2 separate regions of the Anas platyrhynchos genome follow, and region 2 is linked to region 1. Evidence: chromatin contacts called from public Hi-C data. All regions are on one chromosome and are shown on one strand. Each heading gives the region's core, a stretch centred on a gene start, on an enhancer-like site or on the middle of the called end of the contact. The rest is flanking DNA. Distances are from core to core; before and after follow the strand shown. Region 1 overlaps RIOK1 (RIO kinase 1). Region 2 holds the start of BLOC1S5 (biogenesis of lysosomal organelles complex 1 subunit 5).

Region 1 (7,055 bases), core at 2,968-5,467:
AAAGAATCAAAACACCATCCATTTAAAGCCAGCAGGAATGACAGATTTTGAGCAGGCCTGTCAATCTTTAAATTAATTAACACATCACATCAAATACGCTGTTATCAAGAAGAAAAAAATCTGTGGGAGTGAGGAGAAGAAAGGAAAAAGAAAGTGTGTATCAGTCTGCAGCTCCACCCCCAGGCTCATGACAATACAAAATTCAAACTAGTTAAAACCTGAGTTTCATGCAAGCTTTGAAGAAAGACAGCGAGAAGTATGCAACTCATGCTATTTATAGCAAATATTATACAATAATAAGTCTGATCTAAATTTTCTGTTACCCACAGGGCTACTGTAGTATGTTTTTAAACACCACACAAAACTACTGATCCAGTAACTGTTGGTAACGGGGGCTAGGCCACTGCAACACATTATAATTTCTGCCAGACAATGCAGAGACTATGCTCAACTGGAAAAAAAATAAAAAAAATGAGCTTAACAGAAGGCAAGGAGAAGGAAAGCAATCACCACTGATCAATCATCCAACCTACCAATACACTTGTGGGATACCAAAAAGTTCACCTTACTCACACAATAATAAGTCCAAATTAAAACCTGTCCGTAAGGATGAGAAGTGACCAAGACATCGCTGTTTCATATCTGAAAGGCTCTACGTTTCCAGATAGGTACAAAAAACTTGTAGTAGAACAACGCAGTTTCATTCAGTGGACTTGGAACCTACTACATTATCTTTCCTAAGAGGGAAAAAATGAGTGCTTTACATGGCCTTAGAGCTCCCTGCAGAGATTACTCTTCTAGCTTTGTCTAGGCTAGAGAGCAGTATGTCATGAAGTTCCTCTACACAAAAACACCATTAATAGAACATTTATAATGAAATTCACTTTCTACGCTCTCATTCTCTTTCCAAAACAGCTTGTTTCAGACAAGAAGTAGGAAGAACCACTCAGAACTATATTTGGATTTTTTTCCTGTCATGTGGACAGATGTAGGAAAATGCACAGCTCCTGGCCAGCTGACCTTTTTATCCATGGTAACTTCAGCAGGAAGATCTTTGGGATGCCGAGATTCTTTACAACCTGAATCAGAGTCCTCTGAACTGCTGTCTTCATAATCAGAGCCTGTTTCTGATTCATCTGCCTTCTCAAGAAGTGCAGGAATCTGTAAGATAACATGAAGAGGGAATTCATCGCAAACCCAAACTCAGTAGCCTAGCAACAAAATAGACAGATTTAAAAAAAAAAATCTCCTACAAAGAAACCCTCAGGCAAGCTTGTGTCATCTCCTCTACTACAGCCACCATTGAGTCTCAACAAGAAGAGTGAAAAAGAGGCTGATCTAAACTAAGAACAGGAAATCTAGTATACAGCATAGGATCTTTTAGGTTAGGGCTCACAGCACAGATGCATTGGCACTCCCAAACTGATTTCCCTAAGTTAAACAGCAATTTCCTAACATAGATGAAAGCCAATTTTTAATTATACTTGGATCATACCAAAATCTACCTTAGGGGCACTGTATGTAGGCTTTAGAGCAAACACAAGCATCTACGCTGCAAAACATGCTTATTCTTAAACAACGCTGGAGACTGTGCCACAGCCTGATCCCTTCCCATATTTGCAATTCTATTTTTAAAAGTCTACACCACTGCCAAGTAATAGGCAGAAACAAGCACTCTGCAGACAAGAAGCTTCTTCCATTGTCACAAGCTTCAAGACGAGGTGTTCTCTGTACTTCCTATGTGCACTTTTATGAATACGGATAAAATGAAGGATTCCAAAAAAGGCCACCTCACCTTCTGAACACCAGACAAATCCTTCTTCAGCCCTGTCACAGTCTGGTAGAGAATCTACACCCAGAGACACAGAACGAAAATGTTATCAAACTGCAAATCTTAAATCTTTGCACATGGAAAAGACGAGTACCTCATAAAAGACAGTAATTTTAGCATTAGTACTAACCAAAGAATTTTAAATACAACACTAGATTCAGCATTCCATGCCTTGATACCAAAGCTTCCATTTTTCTTTGTTGCTACCAGTTTTTATTAAGAAAAATTCCTATTTCCTCCCTTTTTTTCCCTGTAGCACCTCTGGATTATCTACTCACATTATCTTGCTGAACACTCAATGCCATATCCTCTTCTTTCAGTTTCATCATTATATCCACATCTCTCTCATAGTTTTTAACATCAGTCAATGTGCGAGGTATGTAAGCCTTCTTAAACACCTACCAAAGAGAAAGGAAACACATACTCATTTGCATATAATTTCATGATATTCTTCCATCCTAATTACACATCCTTAAGAGAACGACCATGAGAGATTTCATGGCTCAGAGAAACTAAAAACGAACATAGCATTCACACTACCATTTGTACTGCAGAGTATCTTTTTTTTTCCTGGAGCAGGCTCTAAATACACAACCCACAGGTTGTTGATAGCTCATCACTAATAAGGCTCCTACATTAGTATCACTGCTAGCAGCCAATTTAGGGACTTCACCAGTCTCTCCAACTTCCTCTTTACTGATTTGAATTTTTTATTCTGAAGTTTTCATTGTTATGTTTACAATGCTTCAAGGGACAGCTCCATTAAAACAAGCTGTTACAACTTAATCTCTTTATATAAAAATTCCTCTTCAACCTACACTCCAACTCAAAAAGGGTTTCACAGTACCATACTGGTGCAGGAACCTAACTGCAGTATCAACAACATACTTAAAATTTATCAGGCAATCTTTTTGAAACAGTCCTCCAGCAAGATTAAGTCTCTACCAGATCAGACACAAGTGTTTTACTTCTCTTTTCCACAGTATCAGCTCAATCCCAGAAACAAATTCAGTACCCTTTATGATCCTAAGTACTAGACGAAGTGCTGCATGGACAGCAGAGACTGTCTCCACAGAACTTGCTCTTAATCAGCTGTATTTTTTCACAAGGGAAGTTACAGAAACTAGCCTGAGGTAATGTGAGAAGTGAGAGAGGTAAACATAACTTTGATGCTACTTAACCACTTCACATTCTCTAACTGGACAGTACCTTGATGAAAGGACTAATTTGTTTGCAAAGGATTATTCCTTTGCAAACAAATTATTTCTTGCAAAAGATTGACTTGCAACAAGAAAAACAGCATCTGACTCTACAGTTCAAAAGGATTTGTATGCTCAAGATATCTTTGGAAACAAAAATCTTTCATTGGTCAATATTGAGCCAGCAGCAATCACTAAAACCTACAGCTCCAAGAGAAAAAGAAAAGTCTTTGATGAATTTATTTTTATCCAAATAAAATTTCTTCCAAGGATAAACACTGGGTGAACTAGTACAAATAGGTTCTCATTGATACAAATTCTGCACCAGTTTTTTGTTGCTGTTCACGTTTTTTTTATTATTATTAATTAATTTAACTCTTCTGTAACAGAGAGATAAGATTGAAAAATCAAATAAAGACTGTTTTATCTTTGCATCAAGCCTTCCCAGGTCATTAGCCATTTTCATTATGCAACAGAACAGACTTGAGGTGGTTCTTCTTACATGTAAAAGCAAGGGAGAGAAACAGTTATTTGGAAGATTGAATGAATGAGACTGGGAACAAAGGCACGTGTGCAATTTCACGAATGCATCCATCTGAATATCATGTGTATCCTCCTGTTTCTAGATCACCACTTGAAAAAAATCACTGTGACAATTAGAACTCCACTCTTATCGTTGTTGTTGTTAACTGAAGTTGAACTGAAGATACATCAAGGGACCTAGCTGCAAGCAAACATACTGGTTTAGGTAATTGAGTATTAGCTGTTTAACACCTGGTCAATGTCACTTGCTTTTACCCACGGCATCCTTCAATACTTCACTTACTGCTAGTGCAGGACATAGCAATATCACTATGTTTTATTTATCAACTGTGCATTTTGCCAAACAGAACAGTTTTCATTGTTCAGAAGAGGAAAGATTAATTTTAATTTCATAGCAGGAACAAAAATCCTCACTTACTTCCTCATCCACTTTATCTTGACTGGATCTTTCCTCCTCTGTTCTTTTTGATGCTATTTCCATTGCCTGAAGAAATATAAAACAATACAAAGTTATCACTGTTTAGAATCGCATCATTTAATCCAACTAACCATTCCCATCTGTATTTCTCCCTGTACTCCCCACTCTCACTCACAAAACGCTCCAGCCCTCCTTATGGCAATGCCTTGAGCGACCCCTAACGGTAACCAGCGTTTCCGCAAAGCACAAGCACAGATCTGCTTTGAGAACAGGAGGAAGTCACACTCACTGTTACTTCTAGACCAAATTATAACAGGTCTAGCTTTACTGTAATACATAACTGATACATTTACTGTAATACATAACAGGGCAATACAGTGAGCAAAACCCAGTCTTGGAATCGGCTGTTTTCACTGTCACACACAGAGTAAGCCAGAGGAACACAAAGTGAAAGAAGTAAAAGAAGTGAAAGCCATAAAGCACAGCTCTACTTCTCTCAACTTCCAGTATGATTGAAAGTACACAGCATCTGGAAATCCTCATGCCATAGTGCTATCTGGACAACACTCAGCCTCATGGTCTTGACTAGGAACATGGCCAGGAACAATACCTCATATCCACTCTGATCATGACACATGTGGTCCTTCCCCATTTACCAGCCCCTCTTTTTTTTTTTTTTTTTTTTTTTTTTTTTTTAATTTCCCTCCTTCTCTTTCAATAAGGATTTGACTGGGAGCAGAGGACTGACAGCTACAGACAAAAATGCATGGGTGCTTCCAGCGACACCAAGCATTTTACCTCCTCCTAGAATAAGGATGTCCTACCAGCCATAATATTTGGCTAGTGAGACTGCATACTTTGGAGTAATATTGCTCTGAGTCACTCCCTTCCTCCCTCAGCCCACCCTAATTGAAGTCTGCAGGGTTAAGTCTTAACTCCCAACTCCATTCTCTGTATCAGCATGGGTATATTTCTGCAGAACTAAGTAACCTTTTCTTTCCTTTTAATAAAGGAAACAAAAGCTTTAAAGCACACAGATTTTAATGCAAATAGCACCTCAGACAGATGTTTGAGTTTTCATGCTTAGTCTTTTTCAGAAAACATAAAGTAAAGATATGTTCATCCTGTAACAGTATAAATGAAAAAGACCCCTATGCATTTTTGAAGCACTGGCATAATGCAATGTAATGTACCAGTCCACTTCAACAGTAGTATGTAGAGCAAACAAGACGGAGTTTGAACTAGATCTGAGTTTATTGTTCAAATCTACCTACATAAGCAACAAGTCCATGTGATCTTACCTTTGCCAGATAGTCATCAAGGTTCTCACTTGTGATAGAAGGATCGGTAATAAACTCAAACAGCTCCCTCACAGTCATCACTGCAACATTGTGCTTCTGGAAAAAGCCTATCAGAAATCAAGGGCAGAGACAAGAGACTTTAAATAATGATGTGTAACACATGCAACTGTGATGTTAAGTGACAATTGCAGCAACATAGCAGCATATATTGTTCTGGCTTTAGATATCAGATGACCTTTGGCGACCTGAAATAAAATTGTTCACCTTCCCAGTGCAACAAATACTGAAAAAAGAATAAAACTGAATAAATATAAGTCAAATCATCTTCAGCAGGAGCCATACTGAATGGAGAAGGGGCTAAGAAAGATGAAGTAAACAATTTAAGACAGGTGTAATAATTGCAATGGTTGAGATGAAAAATCTTTTCAAAAAAATAAGGAGTGCAGATCTCAAACTTTTGTCAAACTGAAATATCTACTGAAACACTGCAGCCTAGTTACGATCCACTGAAATGGAAAGAAACATGGGACACACTAACATATCATTATTTTCCTCACTTACTATATTCAGAATTGGTTTCTTGAGTCAAGTATAACTAATTTTGGAGGTTGCGCTTCTGTATTGGAAAACAGCAGTGAAACACACAAAGGACTGCTTAGTAAGTGTTTCCCTGCTAATGTTCTCATAAGATCTCTCACCCATGAGAGATCAATCATAGAAAGAACAAAAAAAATAAGTAGCAGCACTCTGTGCCCGTGGAGCCACAAATCTTTGCAATGCTCACAGCTAAGGCAGAGCATAAAGTAAGGCATTTCTTAGTCATTGTAGGAGGACTACACAGCAGTAGCAGAAAACAAAGCAGAAAAAAAATCAGAAAACACTGCAAGTCACCGAGGCACTGGCATTTAGATAGGGCAAGCCATAACACATGCAAAAAAAAAAAAACAAGGTTGCAAATATCTGAGCCAGAAGGGATCAATCAGAAATCCATGAACAGAAAAGAAATAAGGAATAACAAACATACTGGGTATCAAACACAGCATCAAAATGTATATATTCTTTTCCACAAACTTTCAGAAGTCTCTGTAAAATTTGAAAAATCATTTGGAAAAGAAAAGGGAGGGGTTGGAAAGCAGCCTGCACCAAGACATTTTTTGTTCTCAGGGAGAAAGGCAGCCTACCAGAAAACATTTGTCTCTTACATAACATACGCACTCACTCATAACGACCAAATTTTTAAGAGAAAAATACCATGAAGGTATGCTGTTTTATCAGAATACTATGACAAGTCTACAATCTCTAATAAATTACTCTATGCCTTGATCTTCTAAGTGGACCTAGATAAATAAATACAAGGAACTCTGTGAAACACAGTAACTTCTTTCAAATTGAAGAATTCCAGATGTGGATTACACTCACAGAAGGACAGATCGGTCTGTCTGAACAGTCCTTCAAGTAAGGAAAGCTAAGGCTGGGGGAGGCGCTGCTGCAAACTGGGACTCTGACCTCTACCTTCTATTGTAAATCTGAGATTCAGCCAGGTGACTCATTTCATCCAGACAATTTCTAGCAAAATAGGCTACACTGTCTTCTGAACTCAGCACAGAACTCAGTTCCCCAAGGAACTTTGGAGAACCTAGGAAAGGGAGCATTTAACTGGTTTGACAGCCTCTATAACCAGAGTTATAACTCAAAGACAATTCACCTTCCTGAAAAAGACGAACAAGACCCCTACAAGGCCTACGAACAAGAGTGCAGCCCAC
Region 2 (7,055 bases), core at 1,828-4,327, 300 kb before region 1:
AAAAGAGAAAGCGGGTTCTAGTGCAAGGCAGAAGTGACAGAGTTTGTTTAGCCTATCTTCCAAAAAACACATGATGACTGCATATGTTGATTTTCATGCTCCAAGCCATAGATATTTCCATATTTTTGTGTCTTGATGACTACTTCCTGCAAACTGACAGGTTAGGAGCTCCACAAGTATTGTCTTTTCATAGTCATCGCCTCTTTTAAGTCCTCCTTATTTTTTAAAATATGTTTTGAGAATAAGCTTGATGGCAGTAAGAGTAAGCAAGGAAAGGGAAAAAAAAGGCATAAGTGCAGCAAATAAAGCATATTCTTAAAAACAAACAAACAAACAGAAAGCACTATTCAAACAAAGAGGAAAAATAGTTTCAGGACAGTAGACCTAGAAACTGAGGCATTTGTCTGTCACAGGATTTGCCTTTGTAGCAGTCCTATAATTCTGAACTTGACATTATACATGATGTAAAAAAAGAGTCTTTCCTACAAATCCCCTTAGCTAAGTATTTCCTCCGTAGCAAATTTTAAAAAATAGCATTTGGCTTGGAGGGTTAAATAACTTGTCTGAGGGACAGACTAGCCCTTGGGGAGGACTGCAGATAGGCTGGACAGGGATAAAATCAACATCTGAATGATTCTACCCCTAATCATCAGTGATCATTAAGCCATCTGGAATGTCCTACAGATATTTTTAAAATGTGAGCACTGATGTAATTTATTGGTGGTTGTCAAGTACTGAAGTGCTTAACATTGAAGTGGAAAAATCTAAATACTAATCTATAGATTACGAGATGGTTACTTTGGGAAAAAAAAAAAAAAGTATGTGAAAGGGAACAGAATTTTGTTTTAATGATTCTTATCTCTGCTAATTATTTTCTATTTAACATGTAATATTTATAGACTGTGCAACCGTGGTGAAGGAGTAAGATAGTATTTTAGTTTATATATGCTGAATTTAATTATAACTTTAGTTGAAGTATTCAACACCTCCCACTGTAAGATTCATTTTATTATTTAAGAAGATTTTACCCATAGTGGATAACAGATTTTTGGGGAGAGAATGATTCTAGTTCACTCATTTTCAAGACTGATTTTGGAAGATTCTATGTTTTTTGTTTTTTTTTTTCAGTGAGCAATTTCTGAGCTTTGATGATGGGATACAGAATTGAGTAATGGGATTTTTTGTTTGTTTGTTTGTTTAATGTAATGATTTCATACATGAAAGAAGTCCTAATTTTTCTCACTCAGACAATTGTTCCTACTTACAAATGCTAGGCAGAATAGAATGTGGGCAAACGTATATTCTAAAAGCAACAAAAAACTTTCTGTTTTCTGCTAATAAAATAGTAACTGTGCCAGTGAAACTGCCTCCTTTCAGGTACTCCAAGTCTGAATGTCATAGGTGGCAGCTGCTTTAGCAGAATTCATGGTCCAGTTCTACCTTCATAACAAAAAAAAAATGTTTTTATAAGTATACTAATGGCAAGAGGAGGGCCAAAGAGAATCTCCATTCTTTACTGAACACAGTTGGGAACATGACTACAGAGGATAAGGAAAAGGCTGAGGTTCTTAATTTCTTCCTTGCACCTGTCTTTACTAGCCAGACCACATATCCTCAGGGTACTCAGCCTCCTGACCTGGAAGTCTGGGATGAGGAGCAGAAAAACCCCTCCAAAGCTCAGGTGCAAATAGTCAGAGTCCTGCTGCTCCACCTGGACTGCCACAAGTCCATAGGGCCAGATGACATCCACCCAAGGGTGCTGAGGAAGTTGGTGGATGTATTGCCAGGCCTCTTTCCATCATCTATCAGTGGTTGTGGTCATCCGGAGAGGTGCCAGGTGACTGAAGACTTGCTAATGTGATGCCCATCTATAAGAAGGGTCATAGGGAGGCCCCGAGGAACTACAGGCCTGTTAGCCTGACCTCAGTGCCAGGAAAGCTGATGGAACAGGTTGTCTTGAATGCAATCACACAACGTATTTGAGACCACAGGGGGATCGGGCCCAGCCAGCATGCGTTCATGAAAGGCAAGTCCTGCCTGACCAACCTCATCTCCTTCTACGACTGAGTGACCTGCCTGGGGGATGAGGGAAAGCCTGTTGACGTAGTCTACCTAGATTTCAGCAAGGCCTTTAACACGGCCTCCAACAGCATTCTCCTGGGGAAGCTGGCAGCCCATGGCTTGGACAGGTACACTCTGCTGGGTTAAAAACCAGCTGAACGGCCGGGCCCAGAGAGTGGTGGTGAACGGGGTGAAATCCAGCTGGTGACCTGTCACCAGGGGTGTTCCCCAGGGGCCAGTGTTGAGACCCATCCTCCTTAATATCTTTATTGACGACTTGGATGAGGGAATTGAGTGCACCCTCAGTTAGTTTGCAGATGATACCAAGTTCGGGGGAAGTATTGACCTGCCAGAGGGTAGGAAGGCCCTGCAGAGGGACTTGGACAGGATAGGTTGATGGGCAGAAAAATAAAATAAGTATAGATGCAATGAACACTATAGGTGCAATGACTTAAGGATATTGGATCATGCTATTGGAAAGAAACATGCTATTCTAAAAGTTATTGTGTATATATAGTACAAAACAGAAAGGATAACAAGAAAAATTGTAGTTAATATATTGTAGTTAATAACTTGTAAGGGTGGGAAGTATACAGAACATTTCCTGATGGGTAAAAGGAACATGAAGGGACTTTAAGTCATTTTTTTCTTTGTTTACGAAGTAGACTACTCGTCTTAATTTTCATAAACCACGACTAATGATTGTTCGGAAGCAAACTGATTTATGCGAATTCGTGCCTCATCTATTAAAACTAGCAACTGCACCTTGTGGTGGTGGTGGGTTGTTTTCGTTTGTTTGGTGTGTTTTGTTTTTGTTTGTTTGTTTTTCTTTTTTTTTTTTTTAATTAATTTTCTTTTTATTTTTTATTTAGTTTCCGGAACAGCGCGGGGTGCCAGAGGAGAGCAGGACTGCCTAGGAGATTCGCCCCCCCCCTCCCCTCCCCCACCGGACGCCCCCCTTCGGCCCGGCCCGGCAGCTTCAGCCTGGGGCAGGCCCCGCGGTTGCCATGGCAACGGCGGCGGGCGCACGGTGATGGCGTCACGGAGAGGCCGCGGCGCCGGGCGCCATGAGCAGGGCAGGCCCCGCGTCCCCCGGCCGCAGCGGGGCGGCCCTGCCCTTGCCCCTGCCCCTGCCCTTACCCCTGCCCCTGCCCGGCGATAGGAAGCGGGAGGCGCTGTCTGCCGGGGCCCTGCTTCAGCCTATCATCAAGGGTAGGCCCGCGGGGGTCGTGCGTTTCTTGCTGGGGCGTGGCTGGGGCTGTGGGGCAAATGCAGGATACACAAATACCGTAAATACTTGTGTTTGTGTGAGTGTGTTTCAAGTCCTTAGCCCTGGAACACAGCAGGCAGTGTTGCAGTATAGCGAGCTTTCCAGTTGTCCCTCACTGCAGGAGGCTCCCACATCTTAAGCTGTGAATTTCTGTTGAACTGCAGCCTTAAGTTCTTCTGTGTATCAATTCTTTACTGCCGTTAACTGTCAGATCTGGAAGCCATGTGCTGAGGAGGAGGCTGAAAACAGGGTGACAAGGCAGAGGGGAACGTTCACAGCGAGGTGTCTGTGGCACCTGGTCTGTTAACGCATTGTGTTTTATTTAAGTCAGTGGTTTGCTGCATAAATAGGATAGCTAACTAACAGCATTCTGCTGTTCTTTTGATTTTGTATGTTTCTGGTGAGCCCCGTGTATTTAAGTATGTTGTGCCAACATGCGTTGTGTAGCCAAGTATGGAACATGAAAGAAAAACTAACTTTTGTTAATCTTCTAGATGTCGGGGAAATCTATTCAAGACTGCTGGATCACAGACCAGTAATTCAGGGAGAAATACGATACTTTGTTAAAGAATTTGAAGTAAGTGTTTGTGTTTTACTGGGACTTCATGCAGTTTTAGCATCTTTTTAGAGCTTTGAATACATTTGTAATTTGCTTCAGAAAGATTTGGCATGCATTTCTTGCCCAGAGTGATTACTGCACCTGTAGTATGTGTTTGCATCTTTGGTAAAGAATGATAAATTTAGGACTCCACTTAATATGTATGTGCTGTTCAAAACTTTTTATTTCCTGCAAAAGACTGGTAGGAATATCAATGGAGGGGAACGATGTAGTTCTACTGTCTTAAATAAGTCTCTTAGGTTCAACAAAAATGCTGTTGGTATAGAATTGTGCATGATAAAGGAACTGGCTTGTACTTCAGACGGATTTGGCTTGCACTTGTAATTGAATTTTGCTTTACTTACCTTCATGGAACAAAAATTAATGTTTCTGTAAGAGAAAAGGATCACATTATGCTAAGTGAGAAAATCATTAAAAATTGAATGAATGTTGCCTGATTGTCTGAATAAAGCTAAAGTACTGAAGGTATAGAAGCTGTTCTAATATACGTTTGCTTCGAAGCTTAATAGTGTCCACAAGATGGCAGCAAAAACTTAGAAAAGTAGAATCTTGTGTCAACAGGCTATTTGTAAGAATATATTCTTATTCTTTAAAAAATTGGGATTTAAAATCTTAAAATTAATCCTGAAAAAATATGGTTATGCTTTAGACTTCTTTTCTGCAGAGATTTATTTTTTTTTAATAAATTACATTAATTTATTTTTTTCCTCAAGGTTGTAGCTAATATTTCAACCAGACCTAACTTCTCCCAGTACTGGTTTAGCAAAATAAGTATGTGAACTAGGCTCTCATCACGTGTGTATTGTATACGTCTGAAAGTCTCAAAGAATTTTTCTTTGACTTTCCTGAATAGGATTCACAAAATACTTTTGTATGTCTTTTCATAGGAAGGGAATTTTGAAACCCAATTACAGAATCGTAACTAAATTCACTTATTTCTCTCATTGCAACTGATGTCTTGTTCTATTTTTTCCCACAAAACTTATTTTAACAATTGTGCTAAGTAAGCAGAGTAACACTTCAGTAAACAATGGTACAATTCTTGAGATAAAAGCCATTAGTTTATCAACTGGGAAACTCTCTTATTTTAGAAAGTGTAATTTCTTGTTATTCATTCATTGTCTTTAAATTCTTCTGGTAGGAAAAACGTGGCCTCCGAGAACTACGAGTACTTGAAAATCTAAAGAGCACTATCTTTGAAGCAAATGAAAACATTCTTCCCAAGTGTGAGCAGTCAATGCATGACAATCTGAATGAAGTACTCAAGAGATGTAAGCAAGTTGTTTTTTATTTCCCTTGTTATGTCATTTTGAGGAATAATAAATAGTTTGGATTCAAAATATGATTTGTGGAAAGATTACCATCCTTAGATAAATTTTCTACCACTTTCATACTTCGTTCTCATTTCTCTGAAAATTTAAAAGGAAAAATAACAGGGACATTTTTTGCTATGTATTGGTCCTAGCCAACTAAAATTACATTAAAGTTTTTGGCTGACTTCAGTCAAAGCTATTTCAGGCCAAACTTACACTATTCACTTAAAACCAGGATGGTATTTGCTCCATGTTGTCTAAAGCCGTAGACAGAATCTCAAGTTTCTGGTGTTTTTTGTTTGTTTGTTTGTTTTTTTTTTTAGAAACATGCTGTGATGTGACCTTCGAGTTTCTTGATTTTTACATGGGAAAGCATAATACTGGCTCCTCCCACAATTTAAAACAAATCTTGCTGGCATGTAAATACGATATATGAAATGTGCTGTTATCTTTAGTTGCAAATGTGGTAGTTGTAATAATTCTTGTATGCTAATCCTAGTTTCAAAGTTATAAGTATTTAATAAACTTTTTATTGCTTACATTTTTAGAAGGAAGTTTAAAATTTGTTGTAATAAAATTTCAGCATTTTTTTCTTGATCATTCAGCTTCTGAACAAGATACTCTAAGGGACTGTGGCCATAAAGCTTTAACTACCAAATTTATGCTGTTGAAAGTTATCAGTGTGGCTATTTCATTTTATGTGTAGCACTTTGTAAACGTTTAATTTCATATAGCTTACTTGTGCAGCATCTGGAATATGTAGAATAACAAGCGGTAATGGTGCTATACACATAACAAGGTTGCAGGAAAATATTTCAAAGCTATCATTTAGACATGTACATAAGGCATATGTTCTAATACCTTCAGAAAGGAACGAACTGTTGATATTACTCCCTGACTCTCCGATGTATATCTGCACAATACATCGTTCATAGTAAGGAATGACAGATGGGAGTATATGGAATCACAGATTGGTTGAGGTTGCAGGGGACCTCTGGAGGTCATTTTGTCCAACCTCCCTGCTCAAGCAGGTTGTTCAGAGCTGTGGCCAGCTGGGTTTTGCATATCTCTACAGATGGAGACTCCACAACCTCCCTGGGCAAGCTATTCCAGTGTTCAACCACCCTCCCAGGAAAAAAGTGCTTTCTTGTGTTTCTACAGAGAATCTCATGTGTTTCTACAGGGAAGATTCTGTCTTCCTCATCTTCATTCCCTACCATCAGATATTTATTCACATTTATAAGATCTCCACTGAGCCTCCTTTTCTTCAGGCTGGTCATTCCCAGCTCTTCCAGCCTGTTCTCAAGAGAGGTGCTTCAGTCTCTTAATCATCGTTTTGGCCCTGCATGAGACTTGCTCCAATAAGTCTGTTCCTTCCTTGCTTTTCCTTGCTCTTCCTTGCTTTTCCAGAAGCAGACAGTAGCACACCACTGGCCTCACCAGTGCCAAGCAGAGGTGAAGGATCACCTCCCTTGCCCGGCTGGCAGTGCTTTTCCTAATGGAGTCCAGGATGTTGGCCCTCAGTGGGTGTTGGTGCCTGGTGTTATTCCAACACAGATGCAAGATTTGTCATTTTCATTTGTGGAACTTTGTGATGCATCGTAGGCCAGTTCTTCAGCCTGTTGAGGTCCCTCTGAATGGCAGCACAACCATACTGTCCATCAGCCACTCCTCCCGGTTGTGCATCATCTGCAAACCTGCTGCTGGTGCACTCTGCATCTTGGTCACTGATGGATATGAATGAGCCCTGTCTCATTCAGCACAGGGCTTGCATTTTCCCTAGTTTTCCATT

Evidence for each region. A called contact is a pair of places that touch in the nucleus more often than the background predicts.
Region 2: a Hi-C map of subcutaneous adipose tissue shows a contact between it and region 1, with 2.6 times the contacts expected there. The contact joins the promoter of BLOC1S5 here to the enhancer-like site in region 1. A contact is called at or near these places in 3 of 8 Hi-C or Micro-C datasets (liver, skeletal muscle and subcutaneous adipose tissue).

Annotation. Positions count from the first base shown.
Region 1 is chr2:90,061,508-90,068,562 of IASCAAS_PekinDuck_T2T, reverse strand. It overlaps RIOK1 (RIO kinase 1), which reads right to left. Exons shown (of 17, transcript XM_038175152.2): 12 at 5,293-5,399; 13 at 3,992-4,057; 14 at 2,110-2,229; 15 at 1,796-1,849; 16 at 1,021-1,161. Among named protein-coding and RNA genes, the nearest start is that of RIOK1, 11 kb to the right of the region's middle. Within about 2 kb of position 4,217, at least 1 of the 8 cell types and tissues checked has an H3K27ac peak or open chromatin away from gene starts, as enhancers often do. A contact at or near this core is called in subcutaneous adipose tissue, where this site is marked.
Region 2 is chr2:90,362,027-90,369,081 of IASCAAS_PekinDuck_T2T, reverse strand. BLOC1S5 (biogenesis of lysosomal organelles complex 1 subunit 5) reads left to right here and starts at 3,077. Exons shown (of 5, transcript XM_027451600.3): 1 at 3,077-3,273; 2 at 3,826-3,908; 3 at 5,092-5,221. The coding sequence starts at 3,129.